4 separate regions of the Mus musculus genome follow, and regions 1, 3 and 4 are each linked to region 2. Evidence: chromatin contacts called from public HiChIP or PLAC-seq and promoter capture Hi-C data. All regions are on one chromosome and are shown on one strand. Each heading gives the region's core, a stretch centred on a gene start, on an enhancer-like site or on the middle of the called end of the contact. The rest is flanking DNA. Distances are from core to core; before and after follow the strand shown.

The links. Promoter capture Hi-C pulls out the DNA fragments that hold promoters and counts their contacts. HiChIP or PLAC-seq counts read pairs in DNA pulled down with a chosen protein or histone mark.
Region 1: a contact with region 2 is called in an H3K27ac HiChIP or PLAC-seq map of embryonic stem cells, with 2.2 times the contacts expected there. The contact joins the enhancer-like site here to the promoter of Adgrg5 in region 2. A contact is called at or near these places in 8 of 39 promoter capture datasets (the 3T3-L1 cell line, the C10 cell line, embryonic stem cells and 3 more) and 1 of 115 datasets of contacts at active chromatin or transcription factors (embryonic stem cells).
Region 3: a contact with region 2 is called in a promoter capture Hi-C map of embryonic stem cells, with 2.2 times the contacts expected there. The contact joins the enhancer-like site here to the promoter of Adgrg5 in region 2. A contact is called at or near these places in 15 of 39 promoter capture datasets (the 3T3-L1 cell line, 3T3-L1-derived adipocytes, the C10 cell line and 8 more), 4 of 484 Hi-C or Micro-C datasets (bone marrow-derived dendritic cells, embryonic stem cells, germline stem cells and 1 more), 2 of 115 datasets of contacts at active chromatin or transcription factors (embryonic limb bud and stem cell-derived neural progenitor cells) and 2 of 9 other capture datasets (adipose tissue and liver).
Region 4: a contact with region 2 is called in a promoter capture Hi-C map of pre-B cells, with 5 times the contacts expected there. The contact joins the enhancer-like site here to the promoter of Adgrg5 in region 2. A contact is called at or near these places in 20 of 39 promoter capture datasets (the 3T3-L1 cell line, the C10 cell line, the HPC-7 cell line and 12 more), 3 of 484 Hi-C or Micro-C datasets (embryonic stem cells and myocytes), 1 of 115 datasets of contacts at active chromatin or transcription factors (memory CD8 T cells) and 1 of 9 other capture datasets (liver).

The regions. Positions count from the first base shown.
Region 1 is chr8:95,270,680-95,273,379 of GRCm38.p6, forward strand. It overlaps Cngb1 (cyclic nucleotide gated channel beta 1), which reads right to left. Exons shown (of 33, transcript NM_001195413.1): 17 at 124-286. Among named protein-coding and RNA genes, the nearest start is that of Cngb1, 35 kb to the right of the region's middle. Within about 2 kb of position 1,337, at least 6 of the 459 cell types and tissues checked have an H3K27ac peak or open chromatin away from gene starts, as enhancers often do. A contact at or near this core is called in embryonic stem cells, where this site is marked.
Region 2 is chr8:94,922,363-94,925,062 of GRCm38.p6, forward strand. Adgrg5 (adhesion G protein-coupled receptor G5) reads left to right here and starts at 1,332. Exons shown (of 12, transcript NM_001145972.1): 1 at 1,332-1,395.
Region 3 is chr8:95,183,991-95,186,867 of GRCm38.p6, forward strand. It overlaps a transcript of Kifc3 not described here. Among named protein-coding and RNA genes, the nearest start is that of Gm31277, 16 kb to the right of the region's middle. Within about 2 kb of position 1,556, at least 9 of the 459 cell types and tissues checked have an H3K27ac peak or open chromatin away from gene starts, as enhancers often do. A contact at or near this core is called in embryonic stem cells, where this site is marked.
Region 4 is chr8:94,526,845-94,529,651 of GRCm38.p6, forward strand. It overlaps Nlrc5 (NLR family, CARD domain containing 5), which reads left to right. Exons shown (of 49, transcript NM_001033207.3): 49 at 1-428. Among named protein-coding and RNA genes, the nearest start is that of Cpne2, 4.8 kb to the right of the region's middle. Within about 2 kb of position 1,542, at least 22 of the 459 cell types and tissues checked have an H3K27ac peak or open chromatin away from gene starts, as enhancers often do.

The DNA of each region.
Region 1 (2,700 bases), core at 87-2,586, 350 kb after region 2:
GCCGCGCAGGCAGAGGAGATCTGAGTCCTGCTACTTCCCATCTCTATTGTCTGCCCCATCTGTCAAACCCGCTAGCCAGCCGCACAGCTCAGATAGAGATGCAAGCAAGTCATCATGGGTAACCTGTGGCCTGCTGCAGCGGCGCCGGGAACTGTGAGGGTGTCCGACTTGACAGGAGACGGTGGTGGTCTCTCAGGTGGAGGGAGTGTCTCCTCTGGGATGAGGGGGCCACTATCAGCATCCGTGTCTTCTACCTGGAGCTCCGGGTGCTCCTTTGTGGCTGGTACTGTGGAGAGTCAGAGAGAGAGGCCAGGTCCTAGGGCTGTCATTGAAGGGTTTCTCCTCACCCTGGGGCCCCCAGCCAAGCTCCATGCAGCCTGAAGCCCTCTGTGTGTCTCCACCATCCCAAACCCAATCCCAGGAGCTGGAATTTTAGCCTAAATGTTCCAGAAATCAATCAATCAATCAATCTCTCTCTCTCTCTCTCTCTCTCTCTCTCTCTCTCTCTCTCTCTCTCTCTCTCGTCAGCTTCTCAGCATGGAAATTAGCAGTGATCTGGGGAGGCTGGGACTAAATATTACACAGACAGGTCCATCTGTTGCCCTCTGAAGGTAGGAGAAACCATGTCTCCCACACCTGTAGAGAAGGGTAGAAGCCAAAGCCTTGGATTCTTGAAGAGACTCCAATTCCGATGTATTTGCTGTCCTGGCCATGTGTTTGTCTAGGGACCTGCTTTGGAGGGTATTTACATCTATAGCAGGAGCACCCAGAGGTCACCTGCTGCCTATTTGGACCTCTGAAAAACCTGAGTCTTCCTCAGAATCAGGTACTTCCTGGGATGGCCGGGGCATGACACCTTTTAGGCTACAACACTAGAGTCAGCAGGCTACAGGCCTGCTCCCCAGCAAGGCTGGGAAGTACTCTGAAATAATTGTCCCTGGGATGTTTCTTTTCATGGCCACCACAAGAAATCCAGTGCACAGCTTACAGCTATACAATGGGGAGGAGAAGGGGCCTCAGACCTGGGCGTTTCTTTTACTAAGTCATCAACCTCCCCCCCACATACACACCAGGAGGACCACCAAGAATGGGAAAGGTTTTTAAAAAAAGCTGAGGCAGATCATTTGCTATACTGACAGAGGTCCTCCAGGCTGAGGGGAAGATAAAAACCTTACCTGCTGCCCACTGCTCCCCATGGAAGGAGAAGAGGAAAAACCCTAAAGGTTAGCCCTCGGGGTTCCAGTACAGCTCCCAGCATGGTCTCAGCTCTAGGCCCAGGATAGCCAGTCTGCTACATCCTCAAGAAGTCTGACTCAAGAATCCAGGCAGGGCAACGCCTCTCCCCCCCCTCCTATCTCACCCCACCCCTGCTTGCTTTGTGCAGGACTCCACCCATCACGTCCATCCCCCAGCGCAAAGAAGAAACAAGCAGGCAGTAGAGGGCAGCTCAGATGAGATAGTTTACATTATATTGATTTCTAGACTAATAATGCTAGAAACAGGAACATTAAAATGTTGTTTACTGTGAAGCATTTCAATGTGCTTATAGCTCAGCACTCCCTCCCTCCCTTTTCTTTCTTCTTTTGAAGTTTTAAGAAAACTACATTTATTAGCTGGGTGGTGGTGATAGTGGTGGCGCACACCTTTGATGCCAGCACTTGGGAGGCAGCAGCAGCTGGCTGGATCTCTGAGTTTAAGGCCAGCCTGGTCTACAGAGCGAGTTCTAGGACAGACAGAACTACACAGAGAAACCTTGTCTTGGAAAAAATAGTTTATTTATTATGTGTGGAGTAGAAGTACACACTGGTGTGTGTGTGTGTGTGTGTGTGTGTGTGTGTGTGTGTGTGTGTGAGAGAGAGAGAGAGAGAGAGAGAGAGAGAGAGAGAGAGAGAGAGAGAGAGAGAGAGAGCTTGTGGGAGTTGGTTCCCTTCCTTCCATCATGTGGATTCTGACATGTGGATAAAGACACCCTGACTTTTCTTGCTAGCCAGCCTGCTTGCCTGCCTTCCTTCCTTCCTTCCTTCCTTCCTTCCTTCCTTCCTTCCTTCCTTCCTTCCTTCCTTCCTTCCTTCCTGGGTCTCACTATGTAGCTCAGGTTGGCCTTAAATTCCCAATCTTCTTGCCTCAGTCTCCACAGTGCTGGTTTAGGGGTGTACCCTGGGACTCTCTCTGTCATCTAGGCTGGCCTAGAACTCAGAGATCTGCCTGCCTGCCTCTGCCTCCAGAATGCTGGGATTAAAGGCGTGTGTCACCAGTGCCTAGCTTCTGGTATTTGTTTTTAAATGTCAAGTACTCACATCTATTCTCGCCCCCCCCCTCCCCTAAAATGGGTCTTGCTGTGTTGGCTTGAGCTGGCAGTGTGTTCTGGCCTCTTGCCCCAGCTTCCTGAGAGTCTGTAACTGTAGGCTCTCACCAGGATACCAGGGTGTGTTCACCTCCCCAGCAGCTCTGCAGGGCAGTTGTTACTGTTTCTGGTTTACCAGTAAGGGAACAGCAGGGTAGGAAAATTCAAAGGCCTGCTTCAGAGTCAGCCACAGCTCAGAAGTACTAAGGCATCACTGACAAACTGACAAACAGTTGGGAGTTTTGTGGTCTTTCCTTTTTTTTTTCTTTTTTGAGGCATGGTCTTGCTATGTGACCCCACTCGAGAGCATCTTTGTTTCTTTCTTTTTTTTTTTTTTTTCCTTTTTTCTTTCTTTC
Region 2 (2,700 bases), core at 82-2,581:
GCATAAGACTGTCCAAAGTGAAGTGTGTTCTTCGGTGTTGTATGCAGGGGTGACCGGCATCCTAAGCTGAGGCAGGAACAGTGAGGTAGGAAACACAGAGGTTGTGGGGACTTGGGGATCAGAGCTCTCTACCTAGGCCTTCTGTGCAGCTGCTCACCACGGAGCATAAAGGAGTTGGTGGTTCAGTCCCCAAGGCATCCCGGACAACCGCCTCCCCCACCCTCCCTAGGAAAGGCCAGGAGGTGAACGTCTGGTTATAGTAAACTAAAGCATGGGTGTGTGGGAGCTAAGGCGGTGGTTCAGCCAGCAGATGCTTTCGAGGCGTGCACAAGGCCCTGGGGTTGAGGCCAAACACCACTAAAGACAATAGCCAGGAAAAAAAAAAAACAACGTGCAAAAAGGGCAAATGCTTATCTAAGTCACCCAGTGGGAGTCTGGCCAAGGAGTTGAGACACAATTGTACAGGGGCCCTGCAAAACCTTTGATGGCATCTGGGGTGGGGCCCCCTTTCCCTCTGAGCCCCTTACACCCACTGTGAGCTATGAGGAACTGACTGTGAAGAAGCTGGCTTGAGCGGTGGAGGGCAGGAAGACTGTGCTGGGACCCGTGCTTTCTTCCTTTCCCTGCGTCTCTGTGCCCCTCAGCCCCACTACCGCAGGAGCAGAAGAGGTTCTTGAGTTATGATTTTCTGCAGGGAATTTGGATAGGCTCCCCATCTCTGAATCACTTCCGTGGTCTCTTTAGGACTCTGTAGAGAGCATAGCTGGTATTATAGGCTACGCTCGTGGGACTTCTGACTGAAGGCGAGGCTAGTCTGCTTTCTCTCCCTGCTATTCTGGCCATACTTCCTGAGATCTGCCCTGGACCACCTGGAACTGCGTCCTTGTCCTCTCTAGGCTATCAGTTCAGCATCTATGACACTTGCAGGTCTGATTGCTGTTATACATGAGGAAATATATATATATTAAAAATATAAATTTTCCCTTTCTATAAATGGGGAAACTGAGACTTAGGAAGGAGCTATAGCTTGCCCAAGGGTGCAGAGCTGGACCGTCCTGAACCCTCCACAACACCATGCTGTCTGTCTCTCCTGGCACTTCTGGGGAGGCTGAGCCCAGTCTCCCCCCCTCCACCCGCCCCCCCCCCCCCCCAGAGTGTGACCAAGGGGACCTTGATCTAGCCGACAGCTCAGAGGAAACAGAGAGTGCTACCACAAAAGAAGTGAGGCAGGAGCATAGGGTGAAGGGAGGCCAGAAAAGCCCGGGAGTAAGTAGGCCGAGGTGAACAGAAAAGCCACAGCTTTCAACTCCTCTCAACTTCCTTTTCTCCCTGCAGAAGCTAGAGGACCATCTCGAGACAGCAGTGAGGACGTGACTGCCGCTGACTGCTTTACAGGTTAGTCCCCTGGACCCCTCCACCCTCCCACCCATTGGTCCCCATCCACAGACCCCAGGTGCACAGATCTCATGCCATCCCAGGAGTGACAAGCTAGGGACCCACCTCCTTCCAACTCCAGAGAAGCCTCTACTTTCAGAAGTGAAGTTAAGCCATGATTATATCTGGGGGGTGGGGGGGGGTAGCTTTCCCGAATCCCGATTTCTCATATAGAAAACGAGGTGAGTCGTGTAGCACAAGGCTTGAGTGACAGCGGGTAGACTGTAAGATGCTCTGCGCCCGGCAAATAGGAACTGAGGAAGTTCCTGTGCAGCCTGGGAGACACAGGGTCTCAGAGAAAGGACCTCCAGACAAGCGGGGCCAGACTCCTTGGTGGTTTACAGTGGCCCCCGTTGCCCACTTCTAAAAGAGCTGACAGCAGCATCTTTCTGGGCTGTGACTTGATGCTGATCGACTTGGCCCATTCCTCATCCCAGCCAGGGGCACCTAGAGAAAGCCAGAGGCAGAGCCCAGCCAGTGGTGAGCAGGGATGGCTGTTTGAGGAGCCATGTATAAGCAGGAGGATTGTCCTGGGCAGGACCTGGCGTGGCTGAGGTACGAGATCTGTGCTGGGTGGAAAGCAGAGGCTCCTACGCCCCATGCACTGAAGATGTATTCCTGCCCAAGGCCTACAGTTAGAGGACTAGACCTAGGGCAGGGGCTGATTCCCACAGGAAAGAGTCCTAGAAATGGTTGAGTTCCTCTCCCTGGGAAATGGGTCTCTCTGGCCTAGTTTTGCACACGAGGAAATTGGAAGGTCACTGAGGCCAGTTTCTTAAGCCAGTGCTTTGCAGTCTGGGCACTGAATAGTGGAGCTGGTTATTAAACCCATAGCTTTCTAAGGTCCTTTTCTTGTTCACGTATATCTTAATCTCCCAATTTTAACTGACCTAAAATACTTGCTCACTTGCCTACCACCACTTGGCTTTTCAGGCACCTTTGGGGAGTTGCTGCTGGTGCTGGCTTGGAATTTGAAAGCCCAGGTTTGGGTCCCAGCTTGGCTACGGGGCTGCTGTTGAGCCCCAAGGAAACGCTTGGCTTTTGTGGTATTATGTCGTCTTGCCGTCTTCCAGAATCACCTGGAAAGTCAGGAAAGGGGGTTTCAAGTGATGAACTGCACAGATAGAAACCTGACGGCTGAGGGTTGACAGGTTGATGATGCCTGGGTCCTGATCGGCAGAGACAGGGTGGGTACCGGGAGGTTACAAGCAAAAGCAAAGGTTTGCCCGTGAGAATGAAGTGGCAGCCACAGCTTCTGTCTGGGGT
Region 3 (2,877 bases), core at 306-2,805, 260 kb after region 2:
GTTGAAACAAGAACGAGCAGAGGGATGCTTCCGACTTGCCTGCTCCTTAGGGAGGTGGATGGGATGAGGGCCATAGAGTTGCCCTAGTTCACCTTCCCCTCCCCCACAAAGTGCAAACTCTAGAGGGGTTTGAGGGAAGGGAAGTGGGGAGGGAGGGTTCTACACATTCCAGAGTAGGGTAGGCAAGAGATTCAGGTCCAGAGTCTCGGGAAGACACCTAAGATCGTTCTTGTGTTCCTGGTCCCAGATGAAAGGCTAGCATCTGATGCAGAGCTAGATAGATCCCTGCCTGTGGGCTGTGGAGCACGGTGCCACTGAGAAACAGAGCCACCCGGGCTGGGCTGACAGCATTGCCCAGACAGGTGCAAATTCTCGTGTTAAGCCCTTCTTAAACCAGGCTCCCGTGGCCCATGCTTCCTCCCCTCCTTCCATCGAGTTACCATAGGAGAAAAGCGGATTAACAATGTCTCCCGCGTGGCTAGAACAAGGCAGCACCGCCACTCCACCCACACGCATCAGTTCCATGGGTTTGGTTTTCTCCTCAGACACTCAGGGACTGAGCTTTGAGAAACCTCCCTGGCTTGACTGTGACCCAGGAAGCTCTTTTAGGACCAGAACAGAGCATAACCCATGAAAGGACTTCACATTCCTTTACAATTCTGTAATACAGGGAAATAGATTTAGTTGTGGTACCAAGTGGTTCTCAACTTGTGAGTGGAGACTCCTTGGGGTAGCAATCAGATCTTCTTGTTTGTTTGTTTGTTTTCCAAGACAGGGTTTCTCTGTGTAGCCCTGGCTGTCCTAGAACTCACTCTGTGGACCAGGCTGGCCTCAAATTCAGAAATCTGCCTGCCTCTGCCTCCCAAGTGCTGGGACTAAAGGTGTGTGCCACCACTGCCAGGCTAGATCAGATCTTTACATTTTGATTCATAACAGTAGCAAAATTACCGTTATGAAGTAGCAATCAAATAATTTTATGGCTGGGGGTCGCCATAACATGAGGAACTGTATTAAAGGGTCACAGCATTAGGAAGTTTGAGAAAGGTCCTAGAGCCTAGGCACTTCAGAAAACAAACAACTAACAAAACCAAAGAAAACAAAAACAAAAACAAAAAAAAACAAAAAAACAAAAACCAAACCCCTTTCTCCTGAGCACATGCAAAGCAGAAGTAGGATAATCAGAAGTTCAAGGCCAGCATGGGCTACGTAGGGAGACACTGCCGGGAATACGTAGATATGGGGCCCCTTTCAGTGGACCTGAGCATGTGTGACTTGGATGATTTAATCGTTACTGGGTGGCCTCGGGATGGGGTTGGTCACCAGATAGCCAGTGATTAAAGAGCTGGAACTTTCTCTCCTTTAACCTGCAGGCAGCAGGAGCTAGAGACTGGCTTCTGTACGTAAAAGCGTTAAACAAACCAACCAATCCGCTATGAGATTGGCTGAGCTTCCAAGACTTGCTGAATGCAACTCCCCGGGTAGGAGCAGGGGGTGGGGAGCGCTCCTGAGCTCTGGCCCAGCCCTTTCTGTCCCTCAGCTCATCTTTTTTGAACAGGCCAGTCAGTTTAAGCAGTTAAATTCCTGCATGCTGGGAGCTGTGTAGTAAAGCAGCCGACCTGGGGAGGGTACTCGGGCATCCCTTGAACTTACAGCCTGTCATTCAGAAAGCTTGGCAGATGGGCGAACACCTCCAACCTCAGGAGTGAGTGTAGCCTTGGATTATTACAGGCTATCAGGGATGGGACCTGATGTTTCCAGGTTCCTGGTCTCTTATACAAAGAACTGAAAATAAGGGCTTACTCAAGATTCACAAAAGTAACAAGATGACTTTGGAGTATCAGAGGAATTCCAGAAGGATACAGTCAAGAGGGGGATACAGCAAACCACAACAAGGAACCTGGATTTTTGTTTGAGGTTTCCTTTTCTGGAGTTGAGGAGGAGGATTTGATTACTAAGGGCTGTAATTTGAATGGTCTCCCTTACGCATCATTAATATTTTATGAATAGAAAGAGACCAGAGGTTTCTCAATGAGTCTCTCTGTGTGTCAAATATACACCAGTAGGATTGCCCAATTTCCTGTCACCCTTGGGGAAGGGAGTCAGAGTGAATTTACAGGTGGCATAAGTTCTGACGAGATGATGAAGAAAGATGTTCCTTATGTTCAAACCCAGGGCCTTATGCTGGCAGCCGTGACTGGACAGTCCCTCTTCTACATGGCCGCCCTCATCAGCCTGGAGACCTTTAATGACCTCATCAGAGTCTGATTTCCACACTGAGACTTTCAGGGCTGACCCGTTAGTCAAAGCAGAGTTGAAAGATTGCTTTGCTTTGTTTTCTAAAGATTTATTGTTAAATAGGTGTGGTGACGCACACTTTTAAATCTCAGGATCTGGGAGGCAGAGGCGAGCAGATCTCTGTGAGTTCAAGGCCAGCCCTGGTCTGCTCAGTCAGTGCTTTTAACCTCTGAGCCATCTCTCCAGCAACATCCCCTCTCTCTTTTAATAGGAGATGTTCTTCATGTGATTCCAGAGATGCCCTGGAGGGAATCACAGTCAGAGGCTACAAATGAAGTGCTGCACACAGCTTTGGCAATGTCTTTCCCCTGAAAATGGAGTTTCTGGTGCGGTTCAAGGCTAGGAAGGAGAAACGGCCTTAAGCTGTAGTTAATTGGCTGGCAAAGGCTTCAACCAAGTGCTTGGGTGAAGGGCTTCTCCGTTTTCTCAAATCCATCAAACGCGCCCTTGCCTTCCCAGTCTGGCTTAATGTACGCTAAGGAAGTACCTTTTCTACTGAGGCAGGATTTTAAAAACAAGGAAAATTATGGGGGCATGAGGAACAGAGAGAGAGGAACTCCTCAGAGCAGAGTCTGGCTGAAG
Region 4 (2,807 bases), core at 292-2,791, 400 kb before region 2:
TTTTTGTCTTGTGCTAGGAGAGGGAGTTAAGAATTGAGTGGCCCAATGGTCCGGGGTCTGGGACATGCCAAGGACTTAGCATGAAGTCCCCTCCTGCCAGAGCCTCAAGTCTCTCTTCTGTTAATCGTGTTCTTCCAAGGACTTCCAGCCCAGGCTTAGGAGTTAACCTGACCTTGGGAGAGTTCGCACTCATCTCTTCTTTCCTGGTTTAAGGGACAAAGCCGAGCTACAGGTTTAGGGATAAGTACTTCCAGGATAATAGGCAAGACCACTAGGTCTAGCCTACCCACTACCTCAGCAGGATTCAGAAACCACTTGAAACTCCATGGTGTTTTGCTTTGTTTTGCAACTTCCAAAGGCTAAACTCACAACACTCCATATCAAATGATCAATAAACGCAGATGTAACTGGTGTCTGATGTAAACGCCTGTAGCTGGTATCTTGTAAGTTTCCTGCTTCTCCGAGGTCTGAAGTGTACTGTGGACTGGAAAACTGTAGAGTCAGACAGAAGTGAACTAGCAAGGGCAATGGGTGGAAGTTGCTGGTCACGTGACCACGAGCAACTCACCATACCTCACCTGCCGCATGAGGCTGCTATCAAAGCTCAGGTGGTAGAAACGGCTTTGCTTGACTTACATAATACTTAAAACTTTTATGAATTGATCAGTGTTTTCAATTTGGGAACTTGTACATAAAATATCTCAACTCTGACTTCCCCAGAGATAGCTCAAAGCCAGGCACGGTAGCATATGCATATAGAACATGGGCCATAGAGGGAGGAGAATCAAAGTTCAAGGTCTCTCTTTGCTACATTTCAAATTCCAGGCCAGCCTGGTCTATGAGAGACACTATGGGGTGGGGGTGCAGGGAGCCAGTCAAGCCCTTCCACTTGGAGGAGCAAAGCCACTCTGATGGGGCCACACAGATGTGACCTTTAGCTGGGGCACACATCCCTCAGGTTGCTACAGTCCCTCCCTTATCATCCTGAAACAACACCAACTACCCTTCTTTGCTTTTTGCCTGACCAAGAGTGTGGCACATTTTGAACATGGCTGAAAATGTAACTTGGACCTCTGCTATGTGCACTATGTGCGTACGTGCACACATTCTCTCTCTCTCCAATACACACACACACACACACACACACACACACACACATATATATATACACATATATATACACACACATATACATATATATACATGTCTGTATATGTGCATATATTTATATATACACACACACATATATATACATACACACACACACACATATATATATATGCACATATACAGACACAAGATAACTAGTGAGGTCAGAAAAGCAAGGTGAAGAAAGTTCCTGCTACAAATAAGTGATGATTATATTCTATCTCCCTTTATTTCTCAGGGTTGAGTATCATAAAGGATGCAGAGATGCCCCCAAGTGATAGAATGGCACCTCCTCCTCCTCCTCCTCTTCCTCCTCCCACATTGTGAAAAGCCAAGCCAGTAGAGTGCAGTTATGGCTCAGTGTCACTAGAGGGCAGGTTGGCCCACCAGTAATTTCCCAGTAGAACTAAGGAGAAAGAAGGCCATTTATGGCTAGGCGCTTGGTATGTCAAAGCATACTTGTGGCTCACCAGGATGACTTGGTTCTGACCTTTTTGGCCCTCTGCATTGTCTCTGGCATCCCACCAAGCACGAGGAGAAAGTCCTCCGGCCAAGTGCCAAACACAAGTGTCATACCAGGACACTCTTATCAGGCCAGAATAGGGGCAGACCTGGCAAACACGGGCAGGAAGTTAGCAGGTAGAGGATCCAAGAAGTTTACCAAGAAATCCCAGGTCCAATTCTGTTTCCTTTTTCTAGGAAATTGCCAGGTTGACTTGCAGGAGTTGTTCTGACTCCTGTCTTGGCCAGACTGAAGACAGGATAGTTAAATTTGAAAAAAGAACCAAGCACCGAGTGATGTGCACAGAGTAGTCTCCGAGGACAGGGAGCCTAGAACACAGAGACAGTCCTTCCTTTGTAGCCTGTTGTTTTTCATTAGGCTTTCTCTAACTCTGCCTAAGTTCTAACTTCCAAGAAACACTATTTGGCCCCAAAACACACCACAGGCTGACTGGCAAATTCCGAGCTGGCTAGGCCCACCTCACGTCAGTGTGCCAACTCCTTGTTCTTTTCCTAGAGAAACTTCCTTTCCTGCCGCCTACCTGCTTGGGAACCTTGGCAGGTTTTCATCTAAAGCAAGTAGGGCCCAGTGTCAAGGATGGCTTCCTCTGGGAGTAGACTCCTTTTAAAAATACAGAGAGAAGCAAATGAAATCCCATCGCTGGTACCAATGAGAAGTGTCAGGTCCTTCTCGGGGGTCAGGATGTGGCCTGGCCTGGGAGCACCTAAGTCCTCCCTCAGGGTTGGGAGAAGCTCGTGGTCCCTGTCACTTGCTCATCATCGGAGAGGGTCGAAGATGGCACAAATGTCCATCTTCCCGATGGAACTGTAGTTACCATTTCTCTCTCAGACCCGAAGCCCCCCTCCACTGCTTTGTCCGTTCTGTTCCCTAGCACAGCTGTCCAGAAGCCGCTGTTCCAAACCACCTTGGGGAACTGATGAAGAAGCTCCCTATAAATGCCCAGCTATAAAAACCTCCACATGTGATGTATGTCGGAGTTCTGCTTCAGCAAGCCTGAGCCTCCTGGGGCTGGCATTCTGCATTTCCAAGGAGCCAAAAGAGACCCTGGGGTTGTCCTAGGCTGGGGATCAAAGTAGCCTGCAGGTCTGGGTGTTCTGCAGACAAGAACCCCCCTCCCCATATGAAACGTTCCTGT